2 separate regions of the Mus musculus genome follow, and region 1 is linked to region 2. Evidence: chromatin contacts called from public promoter capture Hi-C data. All regions are on one chromosome and are shown on one strand. The core of a region is the stretch at or near the end of the contact, and the rest is flanking DNA. Distances in the headings are between cores, read along the strand shown.

Region 1 (5,366 bases), core at 1,020-3,519, 150 kb before region 2:
TAAATTGTAAAAGGTTCTCAAAAAACATAATGCCCTGAAAACCTGGGGGTGAGATACAAGATGGCAGAGTACCCTGGCAGAGAAGATGTTGGTCAGGAGACTTGCCAAGGCTGAATGGACACTCGTGGCCCTTCTCCACCCATGTGATGGAACAGGGCTGTGAATATTGAAAGAGACCCGGGATGCTGGACTAGAGAGCATGCTTACCACTGAAAGAGAAATGGAGAAAGAGAATTAAAAAGGAAGCTGGCCTGACTGCCACTGTACAGCTGGGATTATTCTAGCCTGCTTGCTCTTCTCTTTTTCCTTATTACTTTCAAAATACACAAACTGGTTTCACTTTCACCGTGTGTGGGCGGTTTCAGAGGAAACAAACTTTACTTAACTGTGAAGGGCATCTCTGTGATGAGATACTGGTACCTCAGCCATCACTTAACCCCTCACCACCGGAAGCTTTGCCCCATAGGCCAGAGGCCCCTTCAGACATACAAAGACCTTGATGGCCCTGCCTGCGAGATGCAACCAGAGCAGGGAAAAGGGCAACAGAAACTTGGGCTGCAGTCTGGGGACAGGGACAAGGATCTAGAAGACATGAGGTCATGGTCATTGGGATTTCTCTCCCATGTGAAATGAGATGGCAGGGGGGTGTCTCTGCAGAACCCTGGAGAGTTCTGCCCAGCCTCAGGATCCTATGCAACGGCTGGATTCCACACTCATACGGTCTTGTCTTTCCTGAGGGAGGCTGTGAGCTTTTTGTTTTTATCTGAGAACTTGAAGGAACTTACTGCTTTGAAAGAGCACAAAGGACATTGTTCTCTGTGGTCAGCTCTGTACTCTGGGCTGCAGGCCATTCTCCTAGGCTCAGTGTGTCCCTAGCCCTTCTCATTTCCTGAATACCTGTGACGTTCTAGATGTTCCGCCTGTGGGACATCAGGTCCCTCCTGCTCATCCCCATAGCGGCAGGCTCCCAGAGTTGCAGTCAGCTTCTTTTTCTTCCTTTTTCTTTCTGTAATTGGGCAGAGGGTGGGGCAGAGAGGAACCACATCCAACTGTCCATCAGTAACTTTCTTTGAGGCTTGGTTGCATTGTGCCTGGAGACTGTAGGGACTTCTTTTAGTGTCCAGAGATTGCTATTCATCCCTGTGCCAGCATGCCAAGTTAAGGCTCGATGTGCAAAAGTATGCCTACTGCCCAGCCCCTCCAGGGATCTTCACCCATAGAGCAGTCATCTTAGTGTTCTCCCACTGGATCTACACAAGGCCATAGACACCTTACAGAGTCACCGTGGGGCCTAAAGTCTTGCCCTAGTGTCCACTGTATTCATGTGGGCATAGGCTTTATAAATGTCTCATCACAGCTCACAAAGTCACTCGGGATGTAAACCAACCCTCTTCAGGGTCTCACAATCTATCTCCTGCCCCACAAGCAGATCATCCCAGGGTCCCTCATTGCATCTACAGCCATAGACTCCTCCTTCCACTGTCCACGAGAAAATTAACAGTGCGGGCACTGAGCTGACCCCACAGCCCTGCTAAGCCATGAGGGATACTGGAGCTGAGCATGGGGCTGGCTTAAGATTGGGTCTACAGCAGCCCGTCCTTTCTATAGCAGTGGTGGACAGCAGTCTCTGCTTCTCACAGTGAAGCTTCTCAAACGTAATCCTTGTTGCGAAAACTCTTTGCAAGGAGCAGTTGTCAAATGCCTGCAGTCTCCTTGAATCTGACATATTTCAGGTGGGGCCAGGGTGTCCTCCAGGGTTTGTCTACAAGGCATAGGACCCTAGTGTAGATTGGCAAGATCTCTGTTCTGGCATTTTACAGTAGGGCTGACAAAGGATGTCACTCCTGCCCATTCCATCTTACCCCTGTCAAACACCCCAAGGATAACCAGATGAACCAAGCTGTCTTCCATAGCTCAACCCTAAGGCACATTCTGACCTGACCCCTGCAGGAAAACAAACCCACACAGCTCCCAAAAGAGCAGCCCCTAAACCCTGAATCAAACATCAGCTCCAGCCAGGGATTTCCTAGAAAAAGCCTGGACCCTCCTCCAGGGTTCCTGAGACGCAACTAATGAAGCTAATACGAGACTTCTACAAAACATATGCATGAGAGAATCACTAAGAAACTCATGGTGCTGTTACATTAACTCAGAGAAGTTCCTGGAAGTTGAATGCCTTCCTACAGAGTGTCTGGCAAGGAACAGGACAGGCTGCCTCATCTAGCCCCTCCCTCCAGGCTTTCAGTTTCCCGTTGGCTTGGACAAGTTCAGTCATCCAGGGCAGCAGTGGAGGTAACATTGGAGAGCTTGCTGGAGAAGGGACAGGTGAGAGGCTGGGGTGTGCGGAAGAGAGGACTTGAGGGCACCCAGGTTCTCTGTGGGCTGAGGGTTTTGTGGAGTGGGGGCTGCCTCACATAAGGGATGAGCAAAGAAGAGCCAGGCCATCAGCCTGGGATTCAGGAAACACAGGAGGCAGGGCTGTGGACAGCATTCAGCAGGGCCTGTGTGTTTCGGGTGCCTCAGGCGTAGCTCTGGAGGGGTAGAGGCAAGCATAGCTCTAGTTCTTCACATTCACAGAGTGGGACAGGTAGCACAGAGTCCTCCTCTCTGCCCTCAAAACATGAATGTGGAGGACTTGAAGGAAGGGAGGACCAAGAGTGCTCCAGGCCTGTGAATGACAAAAATGTACTTGTCCGGTAGCACGGGTTCCTGCAGCATCTCATCACCCAAAGCTGTGTGCACACTTTTATGTAGGATCCTGAACCTTTGCCCTCTCTCACATCCACATCCTGAACATTCACACATGCCCACATGTACCCACAGCGCGCACACACACACACACAAGTACACGTATACATGCACATGGACACACATACACATGCATACACACAAGCACATTTACACATGCACACATATACACACATATACATATGCACACACATACACACATATACATGTACACACACATACACACTTACACATACACGCATACACATGCATACACATGCATATACACACACACATTCATACACACACATGCTTCCAGCCAGACGCCAGACGCCAGGGTGTTCAGTGACTCCTTCCCATTCTCCCTCCTATTTTTTCTTTGAAGATCTCTCTCTCTCTCTCTCTCTCTCTCTCTCAAAAGAGCTCCCGCTTTCAAGTTGATATCTGCAGTTTGAAAAACAAGTTATCTGTCTTGGGTATAAGAGTTGTAGCTATGATGTCTCTGGAAAGTACGGCCCTGAAAGGTCTCAAGTTTTGCAAGGAGGAGAATATCTGTTACCAACAAAGGTGGAGGCTTTCTGTGTCAGCTATGCTTCCTAGTAACATGCTAGGACATAAATGTCATGGGGGCTAGGCACGGAGGGGACACACACAACAGGCCACTACCATGAAGGATGTGCTGGCTGCCATCTGAGCCAGGGTCCACTGTGCATCTGACTGAGCTGGGTGCTGTGCTGGCTGCAGATGGCCAGATAGGACCTCCAGCTTCTGGCCTCACATCTTAGCTAGAGGCAGATGCTCCACTGGGTCTGTGACACTGCTAAGCTCTGAATTCTCCCAAGGGACTGGAACAGGATCTGTGGCCATGGGTGGGAGGGTCTCCAGTTGATGGCTGGCCCTTGGCATTATGTCCTTACATAATGTCCTCCAGGCAGGAGAAACCTTGGTCTACCCTCTGCCTGCTGTGCCTGGAACTAGGTCGGGGAGCTGGGGTACAGCCCTGTCTCTGAAAGGACATCTGCAGGCAGTGAAGAAAGAGCCTGTGGCCCAGAAGAGGGAAGTCTACTGATGGACAAGAACAAAGGTGGTGTCTCTGAGGCCAGGAATTCTTCGGTGGTCTCCAGAAGGGACCCAAAAAAGCTTAGATCACCACAGGACAGACATCTGTGACAAAACAGTAGCTTTGACCAGTCTTAGTGGGGGGTGGCTTTAGATGACTTGCCAAGGCTCCAGGGCAGATTATACAATGGTGCTGAGCCTGAGCAATGTATTTTATATAGCATGGTCCATTGAGACACCTACAGCCAAAGGACATCACTGATGTCCCTTCCCCACTGCCAACACTAGCAGTGTTGTCTACTGAAGAGATACGTGGGAAACAAGACCCAGAAGTGGCAGAGTCTCCCTCTGGACCAAGAGGTGAGGCAGATGGAGGTTAAGATGAGATCCAGCCCCGTGCATAGCCCAATTTGTGGTGGGACAGCACCCCAGAAAGGGACCTCTCTTCAGCGGCTGCAGTTCTGAGAGCAGAAGGGAATCCCAGGGACCCAGCAAAGCCATCACTTATGAGGTTGTGTCCTGGCAGAAACGTTAGAATTGGAGAAAGCGTTTCATAACATTATCTCAGGGAAAGTGTTATGTGGATCTTGTCAGAGATGGAAAGCCCCCTCAAGAGACCTGCCACACCTTTCTAGATGATTCCACCCATTCAGGTTCCCAGAATGCTGGAGAACTGGTTATATGAATCCTGGTGATGGACAGGGGTGGGAAGCACTAAAAAGCTGAGTTTGTAGGTGCGGAGGAAGGATATAAGAGTTGTCGTTCTGGCTGGGAAACAGATCTATAGGGAGATAAAAACCAAGGAGGGGAGATTGTTTTGGCCAGGTGCTGAGTCAGGTGTCAAAGTTGCTTGCTGAAACCTGTAAGGTAAAGGTGAATGCCCAAGGCAAGACCACAGCTGCCTGGTGTCAGGGCTCATGGTGTGTTGGGCATCGAGTCCTGCTTACCCAGTGTAATGGCTGCACATAGAGGACTCTCACACTGGCAGTTTTCAACACAGCTTCAGGGCAGAGTTGAGAACTTGGCAAAAAGAGCCTTGTGTGTGTGCGCACATGTGTACTCATGTGCACATATGCGTGTGTAAGGATGCATGTTTGCGGGTGGATGCATGTACACACTTGTGGAAGGTATTGCTCCTCGACACAGTCTACATTGCATTTTTGAGACATGCTTTCTTGCTGGAGCTTACCAAGTAGGCTAAGCTGGCTACTTCCTATTTCCACTTCCCAGTAGCAAGATTATGAGTATGCGCCTCCATGTCTGACCTTTTTTTTTTAATTAAAGTATTTTAATCTTACCTATATGGGTGTAGAGAGAGAACATCTGTGTGTTGTATGGATGTCTCACCTGTCAATTTAAAAACCTATGGCCTGTAGGGAAGGAGAGAATAGAAGGTGGGACATTTTTAAACTAAAACTTGAAGCTTTGAAAATAAAAACAGACAAGGAAAGTATCTGTATTCTTGTTACTGAGGAAAAGAGATGAGAGAGAGAAGTAACCAAAAAGGGAATTAGCCTTGTTCTTCTCTAAACACAAATGTTTCATAAACCAGTCGGAAGTCAGATAACCCCATGAGAAAC
Region 2 (4,809 bases), core at 1,016-3,515:
TTCCAGGACAGCCAGGGCTACACAGAGAAACTCTGTCTCAAAAAAACAAAACAAACAAACAAACAAACAAACAAATCCACCTACCTCTGCCTCCCAAGTGCTGGGATTAAAGGCATGCACCACCACTGCCCAGCATATTCTGGCTCTCTTGTGGGTAGCCTGGCCCCAATTTGAGCACACAACTTAGACTGGTTCCTCTCAGCCTTCCCTAGCCATTTTCTTTTCTTTCTTTTTCTTTGTTTTTGTTTGTTTGTTTGTTTGTTTGGTTTGGTTTGGTTTGGTTTTTCGAGACATGGTTTCTCTGTATAGCCCTGGCTGTCCTGGAACTTACTTTGTAGACCAGGCTGGCCTCGAACTCAGAAATCTGCCTGCCCCTGCCTCCCAAGTGCTGGAATTAAAGGCGTGTGCCACCACGCTCTGCTTCCCTAGCCATTTTCATGTACATAGAGGCCCAATTCCCTCTGTCACCTTGGGAAGCTATAGTGGCATGTTTGAAAATTCTGGAATTCTGGTTTCTTTGAAAAACACAAAAATATCATAAGAATGTGCTTTCATTTTAATCCTAGGTGTGGGGATATGAGACTGCTTCAGACAGTCCACAGCAGCTGACTATGATTTGCCTCGTGCTCTAGCAGAGGCATGTTTTGCCAGCTGCAGATAAGTTTCTTTGATTGTGTTATGTTTGGAATTCTGGGAACTTTTCAGAGGATATATAGATGCTAGGGCCCCGAGAAGTGGGAGTGGATGTTGGTCGTGGTGTGTGTGTTGCAGTTTTGTTAGTCGTTATGCTCAAAGTAGAAACAAGGAAAGAAATTAGATTCAGGAATCTCTATCCCACTCTCTCCCCCCATCCTTCTTTCTCTCCTATCTGGTGATGGTGGGGTGAAACAGGGGTGGGAAAAAGAACCACAAAGTAGCAAAGACCAACTACAGGAAGCTCCTGTGACAGAGTGAGGCAGAGACAAGGGGTGTGAACATACTTGTGGAATGGGGCTGACCCTTGGACCCCTCAATTAAGGCAAGGGTTTTACATTTGACAGCAAAGAACTGGCAGTTGAGGTTACCTCACTTTCTAATAGAACAGAAGGCCCCTAGAAGTTCAGGGGACTCCCTGGCTGAGAAGAAGGCTACAAAGACAAGCTGGTTGGGGGAAGGTTCAAACACCAAGCATTTGCTGTCAGGAAGTGGGGACAGCAAGTTGAGGGAAAGAGACTGACGGGTAGAGGAAGACGGCAGGATATAGGACAGGAAAGTAGGAATGACTAGACTTCTTGATACTGCCCTCCTGGAGGAGGGGATTCCCAGACACTCCCCATCCCCTAGGAATTATGCTGGTTTAGGTGTGTATGCCAGTTCCAGGACCAGGCCACAGTTTAACTTCTTCAGTATAAAGAGATAAGAATACCATTCTTTTTATTATTTGTGACTGTGTGAACGTGCAGACCATAACATATGGGGGATAGGGAAGACTCATGGGAATTGGTTCTCTCCTTCCATTCTGTGGGTCCCAGAGTGTGAATCAGGTCATCAGACTGACACATCCACAGAGCCATCTCCCTGGCCCTCAGATGACCTAAGGATTTAAAGAAAGACAAAGGCGAGCCTACAACGAATTCCTGGGGCTCATGCAGGCCCTTCCCAGCAACCAGCCCCATTCCATCCAACTCTTCTTAGTCCAGGACACGCTCCATGAAAGCTGGGGTCTTGGAGGATCATTCACCTTTTGATGCTTGGGGTTTCAGACCAAATCGTGGATGGACTTCTTGTGACTGCGCCTTACCCAGGGCTCTGAAAGAGGATCAACTTCTTCACTTAGCCCTCTCCGCCTGGCGACATGCCCTAGGTGCAACCTCCACCCACTCTTGCCATGTGCACCCTTGTTACAGTCTCATGTGCAGTCTACAAAGGGAAAACCTGAGTCCCAGAATAACTTCCCACCCACGACTTGCAGGTTCCATCCCTGAGCTCCCAGTCCCTCCGCCTACAGGCACCTCCTGCTAAGCTGAAGTTAGCCCTTTGGGACTCCAGAATGGGCACCTTGGGGACCCTCAGGACAGCTGGGGGAGGGCACAGGGCCCCGTAGGTGTAGGTCCTTGCTCACTGGCTCGCACTACTCAGGGAGTCTGCTAGGCCACGGAACCCCAAGCGTCTCTTCCTTCGGTACCAGCGCACAGGTCGGAACTCTTTTGTGTTGAGACTCCTGTTTCTGCCCGGCGGGATCGGAGCGCCGCTCAGGGTGCACCGGGACCAAGGTTACTGACTCCAGTCGCTATGGTAACGTGGCCCGCGCTGTAGGTTCGGGCGGGAGAGTGCTGGCGCTCGGAATCCTGGAGACCCGGGTCCCAGCTGGCGCAGCTCTAGGTCGCACGCGGGAGACGAAGCTAATTCCGCTGGGACCGTCCTGGCACACGCGGTGAGTGGACGGTCATCGCATCAGGTTCTTGCTCCCCTGTAGCTTTCTTTGACTCAGACTCCCAAACGCCTACCTCGTGATTAGCCACACGCGCTTCACAGCGCTTCAGTCCCTCACTGACTTCATTAGTCCATTATCTTGTAGACTACTTGTCATCCTGGCTTGGCCCGATATTTTACACAATTAAGTTACACATTTTAAACAAGAAAATGGCGCGCTCGTGCCTCCCAGAAGGCAAACGCCCCATTACTGGGGAATACTTTCGTCGCCAAGGTTTGAGTGGTTTAAGTGGTGGCTGCCAAGGGGCTAACATAAAGTTATTATTTTCTACTCGGCATGGTGGCACATGCTTTAAAATCCCAGGATTTGGGGGCAGAGGCAGGCGGATTTCTGTTATTTCGAGGCCGGCCTGGTCTGCATAGTTCCAGGACAGCCAGAGCTATGTAGAGACTCTGTCTTAAAATCTAAATAAATAACAAGGTTTCTGTTTTCTTTCCTTTTTTTTTTAAGATTTATTTATTTATTATATGTAAGTACACTGCAGCTGTCTTCAGACACATTAGAAGAGGGCATCAGATCCTACTACAGATGGTTGTGAGCCACTATGTGGTTGCTGGGATTTGAACTCAGGACCTTTAGAAGAGCAGTCGGGTGCTCTTACCCACTGAGCCATCTCACCAGCCCCCAGGTTTCTATTTTCTTATTGTAAATAATAAACACCATTTGGGGAGGTGCTTGACTGTGTAAAAGTCTTGCTTTTAACCATATTTTCAGCTACTAATTTTAGCATACGTCAGTGAAAGCTTCCTGATTTTTTTTTTTCTTTTGATTTCATGTTTTATTCTTGCTATGTTGGGTGCAGAAAAAGAATCACAAGTTAACTGAATCAAAGGCCATTCAGACCATTCGGACTGAAGTGGGATCCAGTTTCCAGCAGTCTTTATTTAGAATCGGCATCAGTGTAGGTTTCAATCACTGCTCTGGCAGCTGGGGCCCAGGGAGAGCTGCAGGAAACAAGAACAGGCTGTATTCTCCAGGGCTCCTGCCTGGGTACAGGTCGGTCCTCCCTGGGAATAGCAGGTGGAGGATAACAGCGACTCCAAGGGATGGGCTAGTCATGAAGAGATGGAGATCATTGATGTCCCCACAGGGAGGACCTCAGAGGTCACTGCCCTTCCACCTGTATCCTGGAATCTTTTATGAAACTGCTCCATGAGAACCAGGCAGGAATTTCATTGGCTTCAGGAATAGTCCAGTATAAGCCCACTGTCTTAGTCACTGTTCTGTTGCTATGAAGAGACGCCATGACCAAAGCAACTCTTATAAAAGAAAGCATTTAACTAGGGGCTGGTGTACAGCTTCAGAGGCTTAGTCCATTATCATCATGGCAGCAAGCATGGTACTTGGTAGCTGACAGCTACACCCTAATCTAGAGACAGGACAGACTGAGACAGCCTGGCGTGGGCTTCTGAAACCTCAAAGCCCACCCTAGTGACACACACTTCCTCCTATAAGGCCACACCTCCTAATCCTTCTAATCTTTACAAACAGTTCCACTCCCTGGTGACTAAGCATTCAAATACATAAGCCTATGGGAACCATTCTTTTTTTGTTTGTTTTTGTTTTTCGAGACAGGGTTTCTCTGTATAGCCCTGGCTGTCCTGGAACTCACTCTGTAGACCAGGCTGGCCTCGAACTCAGAAATCCACCTGCCTCTGCCTCCCGAGTGCTGGGATTAAAGGCATGTGCCACCAAGCCCGGCTTCTTGTCTCTTCTTAAGCACCCACATAATTCCAGTAATTTCACTCTGAAGAACCACCATGTCTATTCTGACTCCTGGATTTTCTTTTTACTGGAGCCACAAGGTCTCATTTGAAGCTGGCAGAGAATCAGCACTTACACTGCCTGATGTGGAGTCAGATAGCCGTGCTTAAGTGTGGTGACCTCTTTCTGTCTCTGGCAGCTTCAGTCCTGAAGGAATTCTATATGTGATATCTGTCAAATATTTTTCTATTTCCGTTACTCCTACATTGATTAGCTGGCACTTTGTTGTAAAACAGAGTCTTTCCTTATAATTTTTTCCATTAGTTAATTTAGTCACATCTTGGTTGCTGCCCCTCTCCCTCCGTCCACTCTCCCCTGTTAAGGCCTGGGTGACTGTTGCCTATCCAGCCAGCCATTTTGTGCTGTTATTAATGTTATAGGGAAACTTTGTCCTGCTCTAGTTGATCTCATATTCTGCTATGTTCTACGCTTTGGTGTTCTGGGAAACCGGCAGAGGTCGGTTAGAACTGCTTTGTATAAGCTTGCACCCGAACTGCCAGCAGCTCTTCCTGAATCTATATATGAACTTTTATGGTTTCTTGTCTTTGTAAGTTGCCCTGGGATAGACCCCA

What was found. Capture Hi-C pulls out chosen DNA fragments and counts their contacts.
Region 1: a promoter capture Hi-C map of liver shows a contact between it and region 2. The contact joins the promoter of Sectm1a here to the promoter of A430102A20Rik in region 2. A contact is called at or near these places in 2 of 39 promoter capture datasets (liver and pre-B cells), 1 of 115 datasets of contacts at active chromatin or transcription factors (pancreatic cancer cells) and 2 of 9 other capture datasets (adipose tissue and liver).

Annotation. Positions count from the first base shown.
Region 1 is chr11:121,078,042-121,083,407 of GRCm38.p6, reverse strand. It overlaps Sectm1a (secreted and transmembrane 1A), which reads left to right and starts at 2,269. Exons shown (of 6, transcript NM_145373.2): 1 at 2,269-2,325.
Region 2 is chr11:120,930,320-120,935,128 of GRCm38.p6, reverse strand. It overlaps A430102A20Rik (a long non-coding RNA gene), which reads right to left and starts at 2,265. Exons shown (of 3, transcript XR_880367.2): 1 at 2,038-2,265; 2 at 1,721-1,788; 3 at 1,117-1,573. Ccdc57 (coiled-coil domain containing 57) reads left to right here and starts at 2,257. Exons shown (of 19, transcript NM_027745.1): 1 at 2,257-2,413.